Linked DNA regions of Mus musculus: region 2 is linked to region 1. Evidence: chromatin contacts called from public promoter capture Hi-C data. All regions are on one chromosome and are shown on one strand. Each heading gives the region's core, a stretch centred on a gene start, on an enhancer-like site or on the middle of the called end of the contact. The rest is flanking DNA. Distances are from core to core; before and after follow the strand shown.

What was found. Promoter capture Hi-C pulls out the DNA fragments that hold promoters and counts their contacts.
Region 2: a promoter capture Hi-C map of liver shows a contact between it and region 1, with 2.0 times the contacts expected there. The contact joins the promoter of Crybg2 here to the enhancer-like site in region 1. A contact is called at or near these places in 2 of 39 promoter capture datasets (hippocampal neurons and liver), 1 of 115 datasets of contacts at active chromatin or transcription factors (embryonic stem cells) and 1 of 9 other capture datasets (embryonic stem cells).

What each region holds. Positions count from the first base shown.
Region 1 is chr4:133,656,814-133,662,868 of GRCm38.p6, reverse strand. Pigv (phosphatidylinositol glycan anchor biosynthesis, class V) reads left to right here. Exons shown (of 4, transcript NM_178698.5): 4 at 78-1,444. The coding sequence ends at 359. Among named protein-coding and RNA genes, the nearest start is that of Pigv, 13 kb to the left of the region's middle. Within about 2 kb of position 2,213, at least 348 of the 459 cell types and tissues checked have an H3K27ac peak or open chromatin away from gene starts, as enhancers often do. A contact at or near this core is called in embryonic stem cells and liver, where this site is marked.
Region 2 is chr4:134,064,927-134,070,981 of GRCm38.p6, reverse strand. Crybg2 (crystallin beta-gamma domain containing 2) reads right to left here and starts at 2,530. Exons shown (of 20, transcript NM_001162970.1): 1 at 2,446-2,530.

The DNA of each region.
Region 1 (6,055 bases), core at 964-3,463:
AGTGGGATGTTGTTCGTTGTCAGGCCATGATTGACCCAGCCACATCACTGATGCTCCAACCAACATGGCTTTTCTAGGTTCTCACGCGGTTTTTGGCCTCTTCCACTCCTATCATGTACTGGTTTCCAGCTCACCTGCTTCAGGATCAAGAACCGCTGCTGAGGTGTGTGGACACAGAGCCTGGGAAGCTTCCTCAGGAGAAGTCCCCACCAGGACAGAAGGCCCCCAGAAACTGTCTCATGAAACTCTTCTACGATTGGAAGAGATGCTCTCCAGTCACAAGATGCGTTCTGGTCTACTTCCTGACCTACTGGCTTCTGGGACTAATTCTCCATTGCAACTTCCTGCCTTGGACTTGACCTGGAGTGTCAAGGAATGAAAGCTCTAAGACGACACCCTGGCTGGGACAGCCCGCACACTCCGGAGAGCACTGTGCAGTAGGATCTCTGGGTCTCTCTGGGGGCCAGCTAAGAAGGGAAAATGGGAGCACAGGCGCCCCTTCTCATCCTGGGCGGGGCAGGTGTAGGGGAGTAACTTCAGTGCTCAGTGCAGGGGTCTCAGATCTCCCTAGTCCACAAGTACTAGGCAATCTTAAACCTACTACTGATCCACGTGTAAGTCTGTCTTCTTGTTTTTTGAGAGAAGGTTGGTTTCTCTACATTGCCCTGGTTGTCCTGGAACTCACTCTGTAGACCAAGTTTATGTAGACCAGGCTGGCCTTGAACTCAGAGATTCATCTGCCTCTGCCTCTTGAGTACTAGGCCCACCACTGAGTGTGAGCCACCCCTGCCTGGCCTGGTGGATAAATTTAAATGTTTGATCAAAGCACAGGCCAACAGCCTGCCCCACTCAGGATGGTGGAGTCAGTGCAGTGTAGTGACAGAAGGAAGAGGGGACAGACAGCCTGCTCTAAGTGAGAGGTTTCTGAAGGTGGTTGTTTTCTTTTTTTTTTTTTTTAAAGATGTATTATATTATATATGAGTACACTAGCTGTCTTCAGACACACCAGAAGAGGGCATCAGATCCCATTGCAGATGGTTGTGAGCCACCATGTGGCTGCTGGGAATTGAACTCAGGACCTCTGGAAGAGCAGCCAGTGCTCTTAACCACTGAGCCATCTCTCCAGCTCCCTGAAGTTTTCTTTATGATACTGGTGTGTGTGTGTCTGTGTCTATCCTACAGACTGTGAAAATCTAAATACTCCTTTTGCAATGAATTACCTTTTTCTGGAGGAGGGGTAGTCAGGGGAGCTAAGACAAGGTCCCTCTGTGTAACTCTGACTGTCCTAGAACTTGCTTGCTATGTAGATCTGGCTGGTTTTGAACTCAGAGATCCTCCTACCTCTGCCGAACTAGTTTCTATAAATTATAGAGGGTTGAGGCTAGAACTCCGTAGTAAAGCACACGAGGCCCTAATTTCAGTAATAAACACCACTTGGATCAGAGCACAGGGTCTGAATCTTGGCTCCCATTCCTCACTTTCCAGCTGTATGATCTAAAGCCACCTTCAGAGCTTTTGCCTTCTCTGAAATTAAGGAGGAGACTTCTTCCCTGGGGTGTGATTTAGGCCTTAAATCTTGAGGCTACCTTAAACAAAAGATAAATGGAGGCTCACAAGTGGTCTAATGGGAAAGTCCTCCTTTGATCAATTGGAAACAGCCTCCCCCCCACCTCTGGGAACAACTCGGAATAGAAGCTGTCGTGGAGAGTAATGACACCTGGTGGAAAAGGGTAACCCAGGGTGACTGGTTTTCCATTCTCAAAGATCACACTTGCATGAGTCAGAGGCACCTACCCCACAGCCTTGATGGGGGAACCTTGTAGCTAAGTCAGTCCAAGGTTGTCTACTGTAGCATCTGCCCTGCTTCCTGGCTCCCTGTGGTTACTAAGAGTAACCCTGCCCCTGAGGAAGGATGACTCCAGGATGCTGAGGCTTGAGGTGAGCTTGAGGGCAGCTACAGAATAAGACCCTGTATAAATGAAAGACAGTGTCCCTGCTGCGCAGCGTTTGTGCATTCTTGAGCCAGGTAACTTTGGCTCGGTGTCACCATCCTTACTCCCCATTGGGCCAAAAATTCCAATAAGCAGCATTCTTCAAAACAGATGGCAGTCAGCAGTGGCTTCTGGAAAGCTCGGAGTTGGAATTTGGACACACTCCCTCCGACCGTGACAGAAAGCTCAACTTGCCAGCTGAAGGGAAGCTCCTGGCCCAGGCCCAGCACCCTCTGTGGGAGCCTCCAGCCAGCCTGGCCAACGAGCATTCCCACCCAGCACCACAGCACTAGCACAGCCAAGCATTTGGTCCAGAGTCAAATGCTACTGAAAATGTACACACAGATTGGGGCAGCCCTCTGCCTTCTGCCAAGACACCAAGTGCCCTTCTTGGCAAAAGACAACACCTCTCCCCTAGTGTGTCCCTCCAGCTGGCAGACTGCAGCCTCTTCCCCAGCAGCTGCAAATCCTAGGACTCCCCCTCCCCCTCCAAAAAAAAAAAAGTGCGTGGGAGGAGCCGGGATCCTTTGGTCTCCCTCTCTGCTCCACTTTGCCTCCGTTTGGAGGGTAACCAGAAGTGATTGTTCCTCTCCTGGGAGAGGTGACTCACCCCCTACAGAGCAGCTTCAGTCTCCCCTGTTTTGTCCCTAGAGCCATCACTGAAGAAACCCTACACCTGGGCACCCCGGCTAGGTAAGCACACCTGGAGAAGGCCGGGCTTCTGGCCTGGGAGGCTCACGGCTCAGCTTGTAAGGAGCGGGCTGACTTTATGACCAGCAGCTGTCCCTTTACCGGCCTATTAACAGTCTTTAATAGTCTGAAGGAGGACCGTGAAGGGCCCAAGGCCGGAGCTTCCTGTTTCCCCGAGGTCTAAGAATGCCACAGCTGGGTGGGGCGGCCACGGTTTCAGAGAAAAGTCATTTCCTTCCAAGACCCTGCTAAAATACAAACCAGACACTCTGAGGACCCAGAAGTGGATGTCTTTTTGTTCTTTAATGGAGGTGGGAAAAGGGGAAGCTTTGGCGGGTCTCTAGTAGTCCCACTGGGGTGGGGCAGCGGAAGTCTGGGTCTAAAAATGTAAAGTGTGGAGGCTTAAGTTTTTAAAAGGATTCTTTTCACCAGTTGTTTATTAATGCCTGTTTTGGACTAAGGCAGGCCTAGCCACGCCTCCTGTCCTCAAGTGTTGCTGGCCAGTGCACCGGAGCATTCATTAGGGAAGTGGTAAATTCTTTAAAAAGCAACATTTTAGTGTGTGTGTGTGTGTGTGTGTGAGTGTGTGTGAACATGAACATCCTATAGCCCACGTGGAAGTCAGCATTGCCCTCTTGTTGAGTCTTAGTTCTTTATTATGCTGTCCTTAAAACTGGGCATGTCAGGCCTGAGGACAAGTCCCTTCCCCCACTGAGCCCTCTGAGTGCTGGCCCAGAAGTAGCAAATTCTGAGGCATAAAGGACATGTTTTGCTATCTTTCTACTTAAATTTTTTTTATAACGAGGATGAATTAAAGTTTTAATTTGAAGATGGTGTGGTGCACACGTGCAGTCCCTGCCCTTGTGAGATGGAGCAGGAAGATTGTGAAATCTAAGCCTACTGTGGTGCACACCTTCAATCCTAGGACTCGGGAGGCAGAGGTAGGGGGGATCTCTGTGAATTGGAGGCTATCCTGGTCTACAGAGTGATTTCCAGGACATCCAGGGCTACGTAGTGAGGCCATGTCTCAAAACAAAACAAAACAAAAAGAACTGGAAAGATGTCTCGGTGGTTAAGAGCCCCAAGTCCTGTTTTTGTAGGGGACCCAAGTACAAGACCCTATCACTGTAGCTCCAGCAGAGACAACACCAGGAAACCTTGACAACCTGCACTCCTGAGCACATTGCACATAGGAACACAAACACTCTTAAACTCCATGGCCTAGAGAAATAGCTCAGTGGTTAAAAGTGTTAGCATTCTGTCTAGGCTCCACCCCACAGTGACCTGGCAACAGCCAGGTGTGCCTGACTCACTATAAAAGGGGCTGCTCACCGCCTGGCCCCCCACTGTCTCTTGCTCCTGCCTTCTTGCTCCCTCTGTTCTCTAGCCCCTCCCCCCACATCCCTCCCCCCACCCCTCCCCCTCTCTCCCTGCCTTTCTCTGTCTCTCCTACCCTCTCTCTTTTTTTCCCCCTCAAAGATCTTATTTATTTTATGTATGTGAATACACTGTCGCTGTCTTCAGACACACCAGAAGAGGACGTAGGATCCTATTACAAATGGTTGTGAGCCACCATGTGGTTGCTGGGAATTGAACTCAGGACCTCTGGAAGAGCAGTCAGTGTTCTTAACCGCTGAGCCATCTCTCCAGCCCCCTCTACTACCCCCTTAACTCCCCTCCCCAGGCTCTGAATAAACTATTCTCTACTATACTGTGTGGCTGTTCCCTCAGGGGGAAGGGATGCCTCAGCATGGGCCAGCTGAGGTACCCCCTTCCCCCATACCTTAACCACACTTCCACCAATTCCCTCTTTATCTTTTTATAAACAACAAAAAGTGTTTACTGCTCTTCCAGTGGTCTATGTGGTTCCAAGCACCCTTGTTGGGCAGCTTAAGACCTCTGGTAACTCCAACCCCAGGGACTCTGACATTCTTTTTAGCTTCCTTGGGCTCCTGAACACACATGGCATACACTCACTCAGATACATATATACATAAGAATAAACACATCTTCAAAGAGTTGAAAGCAGCGAGTGAGTATATTATCTCCCCCCATGCCCTAGTTAGCATTGGCAGCACTGGGGGCAAACCTGTCAGGCCAGCTAGGTAGGCGCTGTGCTGTACTGGTGAGCTACATCCCCAGCCAGAGAGTGACTACAGCAGATGGGAAGAGAATCAGGGAAGAGCGCTCAGCTTGAAGGGAGCCAAGGAATTACTCTAAGATCTGGCTCCAGAGCCAACCCACTGTACACTAAAGCTGTGTGAGCTCACTGAACTCAGCCTGACTTCTCTCATCTGTCCCCGTGCCTACGGAGTTCTTATCCATAAACTCAGCCATCCCTTATGGGAAGGTAAATGTTACTTCTGGATATTTTGAGACATCTCATAATAGTTCTTATTGACCTTGAACTCTACATCCCCCAGACTGGCCCAGAACTGTCCATCCTCCAGGTTGAGATCATACATGCATGTACACCACCGTACACATCAGAGATCGTTGAATGGGGTAGGTTTTTAGTCTCAGAACTTGGAAGATAGAGGCAGGCATATTTCTGTTAAGTCTATGCCAGCCCGGTCTATCTAGCAAGTACCTGGATAGCCAGGCTTACATAGTGAGACTGTCTCAAAAAAAAAAAAAAAAAAAAAAAAAAGAAAGAAAGAAAGAAAGAAAAGAAACACTTGAAAAAAAAGAAATTGATCAGTACTGAGTGTTGTGTTTTATAAAAAAAAGATAAAGAAAGGAGGAACATGTTTTGCAGAGGTGTAGTCAGGTAAGAGGGGAGGGGGTGCCTCAGCTGGCCCATGCTGAGTCATCCCTGCCCCCTGAGGGACCAGCCACACATAGTATAGAATAGAGATTATTCAGGGCATGGCAAGGGAAGCTGAGAGGGTGGTAGAGACAGAGAAAGAGAGACTGAGAGAGAAGAGTAGAGGCCAGCCCCATGAGCACGAGGAGGAAGGGAGGAGGGAAGGGGGCGAGCCGACAGAGTAGGAGCAAGAAGGCAAGAGCTAGAGAGAGCAGAGCAGCCCCTGTTACAGTGAGTCAGGCACCTGCTGTTGCCAGGTAACTGTGGGGTGGAGCTTAGACTGAATGAGTATATTAGACCTTTTCCATTACTTCCTAAATAACACAGTACAACTGTTTATATACCACTTACACATTATGGATTATAGACGTGTTTCAAAGGTGCAAGAGGGTTTCTTACATAGGTTATTTACAAAACCTATGTCATTTGTATTTTTGTACCTGGGGTTCCCTTCCTAGACCCTGGGGACAGTTCTTTGGGTCACTGAGGAATGACTGCACTGAACATAGATAGGAATAACATAGTCTTACAGAATAATTGTAAAAATTAAATTTTGACACATGACAAA
Region 2 (6,055 bases), core at 1,281-3,780, 410 kb before region 1:
CTTGGTGTGTGCTAGGCAGACACTCTGACTGAGTCTCCTTCTCAGCCCTCTTGTTTGTGCCCTTCCCTCATCCGAGTCTCTATTAGCTTCTTCCCTAAACGGGGACAGTGAACCACACCTGCCAAAGTGGAAATCTGGGTTTGGGAATTTCTGTCTTGGTAGCTACAGCAGCAGCCGTGTGTTGAGGGCACCCTCTTGGAGCACCTGGCTAAATGCTTTCCGCTTTCATTGTTCTACTGATCCAGGGAGTGCAGACTTCATGATGAGCTAAGAGCTAAGTGTGAGCTGGAGAAACGGCTCAGTAGTTAAGAATGAAATGCTGGGGCTGGTGAGATGGCTCAGTGGGTAAGAAGAGTACCCGACTGCTCTTCCGAAGGTCCTAAGTTCAAATCCCAGCAACCACATGGTGGCTCACAACCATCCATAATGAAATCTGACTCCCTCTTCTGGTGTGTCTGAAGACAGCTACAGTGTACTTACATATAATAAATAAATAAATAAGAATGAAATGCTGGTCTTACAGAAGATTCTAATTCAGTCCACAGCCATCATGTTGGGCTGCTTACAACTACCTGTAACTCCAGCTTTGGGAAACCCAGTGCCTCCTGCCCCAGAACACCTGTGTTCACATGCACATAACCATTTATACAGATACACACATACACACACATAACCATATATACAGATACACACATACACACACATCAAATGATAAATCTTTAGTAAATTATAAACAAACACGCCTATTTTGCCAATGAGATTTATAAGGTTCAGATGGATGCAAAATATTTTTCAGTCATACCTTAGCTGTGGAGACTTGTACCCCAAACCTCAGAGCTTAGCCACATTCCAAACTCCCCATATAAATGTTTATATAGGTTTACATATTTATCTGGTAAACCGAGTCTGTGTTTTGATGGCTACTCTATAAATTTTTTTTAATATTTACTTGTTTGCTTTTATACTTTCAGGGAGAGTCTCATTTTGTAGTCCTGGCTGTCCTGGAGCTCACTATGTAGACCAGGCTGACTTCGAACTCACAAGAGATCTCTACCTGAATCTGCCTCCCAAGTACTGAGATTAAAGGCTTGCACCACCACGCCTGCCCCTCTTTTTGATGTTCTGAGATAGCATTTTGCTATGTAACTCTGGCTGGCCTGATAGCATTTATGTAGCCCACTGTGGGCTCCAACTCAAAACAAGTCTTCGTTCTCACCTTCCCAAGCAGAGGGCTGGGATTATATGCATATACTAGCATGGCTGACTGGGGTTCCCCCCAGGGTTTGCTCATTTGTTTGAGACAGGGCCTCATGTGGACCAGTGCGGCTTTGAACTCTCTGTTCCCAAAGAGGGTCTTGAACTTGTTTTTTTTTCTTAAGTTACATTTGGTGAGTGTGTGTGCCTGTATGTGTGTGCACATTCCTGCATGTGTGCATGTGTGTGCACATGTATGTGGATACTCGTGTGTGTGTGTGTGTGTCCCACGATGCACGTGAGGACAGCTTGTGGGTTGTCCCCTTCCACCATGTGGGTTGAGAAGACTGAGTAGTCAGGTTTGACTGCAGACAACCTTTGTCCACTCCCTAGCCGTGACCTTGAACTCTGATTCTCTAGCCTCTACTTCCTCTGAATGGTCAGATGATAGGCATGCCCAACCCTTCCTTTTCCCAGCTCTGGAATGTAACCTAGGGCTTCAGAGGTGCTAGGCAAACCCTCTACCAACTGGGGGACCTCTCAGCCCTGGGGTTCACTTCAGACCTTAAGGAGCAATCCTTGCTTATATCTCCAAGTATGACATAGCAAGGCTGTTTTCAGACCTAGGGACCCCAAAGACCCTGCTCACCTAGCCCCCAACAGCTATACCCAGAGTGAGACATAGGCCCACTGCCCTAATTCTCTCCCCACTCCCTACCTCCCTCCTTCCTAAGAAACTGGAAGAAACAGAACTTTGACCTGCCCTGTGGCCCAGCAGTGACTCAGGTTTTATAAGGGGGCATAGATGAAAGGGCCTGAGGCCCACAGATGTCTGACTCAACTCCAGGACCACTGCTGGTTGTTACCAGTGTCTGGGATAGAGTTTGTGGGGCCTCTGACAGCCTGTGAATAAGGATGGGGAGTCCTGGATGACCCCCAAGACTTCCTTAGCCAGGGTCAGTTGAGAGCAGACACACATGGACACCCTAGGCTCAAACTCAGCTCCTTACAACAGCCCGACCCTGCCACCCTCACTGAAGCTGTGTTCTCTCCCCTGGGATCCCCCACTTTGTCCCTTACTCAGCACCACATAAGTAGCCTCCTCCTCACAGAGTCCCCTGTCTTCATCCCCCCAGATCGCTCGTCATTGGCGGCAAGCGACAAAGCTTGAGCTCTAACCGATTTGTTCACTCATTCATTCATTCAGTGCTAATTATTTGGGGCCAAGTGCCAAGTCCTGGCCAGACTCACCCAAGGCTAGCTTTCTTAAGAAGCTGATATCCCAGGAGTCAGATGTTTGGAAGGTCCCATGGGCTTCAGCAAGGCCACAGGGAAACAGCTTGGGGGAAACTGAAGGAAGGCAGTCCGCACAGGGTTGTATTGATGACGTCCCAGCAATCAGCTCCATGCCATTCTAGGCCCAGCCCAACCCAGGGACAACACCCCCTGATGGCCATTCATTCCTTAAGCATGTGGTCATAGCTTCTGCTTGAATACTTCTAGGGACAGGGAGGTCACCTCCTGACAGTTCACATGTCCCATCCCTAGACAGTCAAGATGGCTAAGATGTTTTTCATGTGTGTTGGAATGTGCCTGCCTATAGCTCCCCACTTTTGCCTTTGTCTGGAGACACACCCCAGTAACCTAGCTACCACCCCTGCAAACACAAGGGCCTGTTCCAAGAGCCCTCTCTTCTCCACGTCTACAAGTGGATTTGCTAGCAAGGTGACCTGTGACCTCTAAGCAAGGTGTGTGGGTATGGGAAGGGAGAGGCTGAGGGGGGTGTGGGGGGAGCGTGGGAAAAAAATCTCAGCTAACCCAACAAGTCCTGGGATTCTCCCCGCTTACCTGTGAGTCACCCCCAAACTAGGCCAAACCAGTCCACAGGCCCACATGCTGCCAAACACATGGCGCATCAGACAGGCATTCACAGAGTCGAAGACCCACCACATCACACAGCACAGAAATACAGAGATACCCGCCTAGACAAACGCAGCCAGGAACACACAGCAACACACACACATGGTCACACACCAAGAGACACAAACACACAGGGGCTCTGTAGGCGTGCAAGCCACACGCTCCACTACAGAACACACAGGCACCACAGCACATGTATGCACGTATCTCCGGAACACACCCATTCAGCTCACAGCCAACAAACAAGCTCTCTCTGCTTTGCAATCCATCTGCCCTTGAATAGGAACCTGTACTTGGTGCACGCAGAGCTCACACATTCCCGCGTGCTACCCGGCTGTACTCTGCCCTTTTCCCCACATTAGTCAAACCTGCTTAAAGAACCCTCCAGCAGAGAGTGGGTCCAGAAGGACAGTGTCCCTGAGAGTCACCTCCTTCCTCTCTAGGGACCTCCTACATTCCAACTCCAGGCTGTATTCACCTAGACCCCAATCAACCAGAACCCCATGTCCCCCACCTCACCCTCCTGCCTGTTTCCCATCTGCTTCTAAAACCAGCTCACTTTCCACCCCCTCGTCCTTGTACAGACTGCCTTCCTATGCTGGGGTACCCTGGCAGCTCTCAGGGCCAGTTTGGATCACCCGTGTCCTCCTCCCTAGGCACAGAACTGGCACACCAACCCCTACCTGGACCTCCTTGCTTTGGCTTTGTTAAGGGTGCTTTTAGATCCATAGTATGTTCCACACAGCAACCACAAGTTACCCTGTGCTCTGCACAGGGCCAAAGAGACCTCTTTGCAAGGTGTGCAGCCTTAGGGGGTTTGGGGAGGTGGCTAGGGTGTAGACAGACCTGGGTTTGAATTCTGACTGGCTGGTTGGCTTTGGGCAAGTGACTTACTCTTGCGGAGCCTCAGTCTCCTGCTCTCGTTAGCTGGGGTTGATGGGAAGGTTAGCTCCTAGTCTGTGGATTAAAGAAGACTACACTTACACTTGAAAAACAAAGCACAGATGACTGGCGCCTCTGCCATCAGCAGCAGCTTCTCAGAGGCCCCTCTGGTGGCCTAGGACTCGCCTAGAGAGGCCTCAATTTCATTCCTCCTTACTGAGTTATGAAGAAGCCATGCCTCCCCGCTCCGAGCCTACCAAGATGCTTTAGGGGACTCACTTCAACACAAATAAAACTCTTCTAAGCTTGGGAGTCTCGGCGCCTCTTTTCGTGGCTGCCCGCAGAGCCTGGTGGGATAATTACCATTGCCAATGGCGTGTACTTAATAAGCATCCCTGTTATTTTGCCAGCCCAGCTCAATGGAGTTCAAAGCATGTTCCAGTAGCCACCCCCTTCTTCCTCATCTCTGACTACCATACCCATTCAGCAAAGCAAGACTCAGAAAAGTTAAGCAACCTGTGCCAGGGCGCCCAGCACCTTGGCAAGGTTCCTATTCCCAGGCTGGGTCCGCAATCTCTTGCAAAGAACCCAGGATTAACAAGAGTACCTGAAAGGAAGGTTACCCTGGCTAGCCTATCCTCTCCATGATGAGATTTCCCTTCCAGGGGTGGGGGGACAGGGAAGGAAGGCAGAGGTGGTTTTCAGCCTACGGGTGGAGAGAGAGAGAGAGAGAGAGAGAGAGAGAGAGAGAGAGAGAGAGAGAGAGAGAGAGAGAGAGAGAGAGAGAGAGAGAGAGAGAGAGAGAGAGAGAATATGAGAGAATATGAGAGAATATGAGAGAATATGAGAGAATATGAGAGAATGAGAGAATGAGGGAGTGGACACTGAGTCGTCTCACACCCAAGGGTACCAAATGAATGGGAGCTTCAAGCGTGGGGAGTCCAGGAACAAGGCAGAGCGACCCAAGTAGGAGTTGCCACATCAGACTCACCTCCCGCCATCACGTCCCTCGGGTGCCAACCTTTACTTACCGGCTGTGTGGGATTCCAGGTTCCCAGCCCACTAGGAGCTTCTGCCGGACCTTGCTTCCCTGATGCTGTGGGGCTTTCAGCGGCGGCTCCCCAGGCGGGTTGATTGGATACCCAGTGATGGGGCGGAGTTCCTGAGGAGGCTCCTGCCAGCCCCTGGATTCCTCAGGGCCGCAGGGGTGGGGAGCTGGTCTGGCCGGTTCCCTACCTTCCTCCCCAGGTGCCCGTCCGCACCCTTGCAGGGTGACAGTGATATGGTAGCGGGTCCTTCTGACACAGAGACGAGTGTGTACGGGCTCTGGCTCTGGCTCGGCTGGCCCTGGGGTGTCGGGCTTACCCTTTGCCCTTGCTGCTGTGAGAAAGGACTCCGGGTGGGGCCATAGGGGTGCGTCTTCCAGGTTGCCAGGTAGCTCTGGGGCGCTGTGTTGGGAGTGCTGGCAGGGGGTGCCTGACCATCCCTGTTTCAAAGAAGGTGAAGCAGGCTCTGGGCCAGAGGGATGGCTGGGACCACCGATGGCTTCGGCAGAGCCTGCCAGCGCTGGACACTCATGCTCCATCGAGCCATAGCCAGCCAAGTCACAGGCGCTGCCCACGGCTGGCCTCTGTAGCCTCCCCAGGGGGTCAGTTTGTCTTCCTGAGCTGTGGAGTCGCTTCTGACTCCATAAACCACCGTGGCTCCTGACTCGAAGGTCCCATTCTGAATGGCTTTGGGTTTGGACCTGGTGGAAAACAGAGGCAGGGACAAAGTGACAGGGACATGGTGTGGCATCTCGCCTCTGGGAATCTAGGGACCCTTGGCTATCTTTGGCTGTTCTCCTTGACCCACAGGAAACTGAGTAGGACCTCTCAGAGCAAGACAGTGAGACAGGACCCTGGCCTAGCCTTCCCCAACTAACTTACACTACAGGAAAGATAACATGGAATCATATCGTAGGGAGGGGAGGACTGCTAGCTGTCAGGTGCCACACTGCTGCCCTATGCACAGGGGTGGCACTGGGCCCAACTCTAACTGCTCTTCCTGAAGCTTCCTC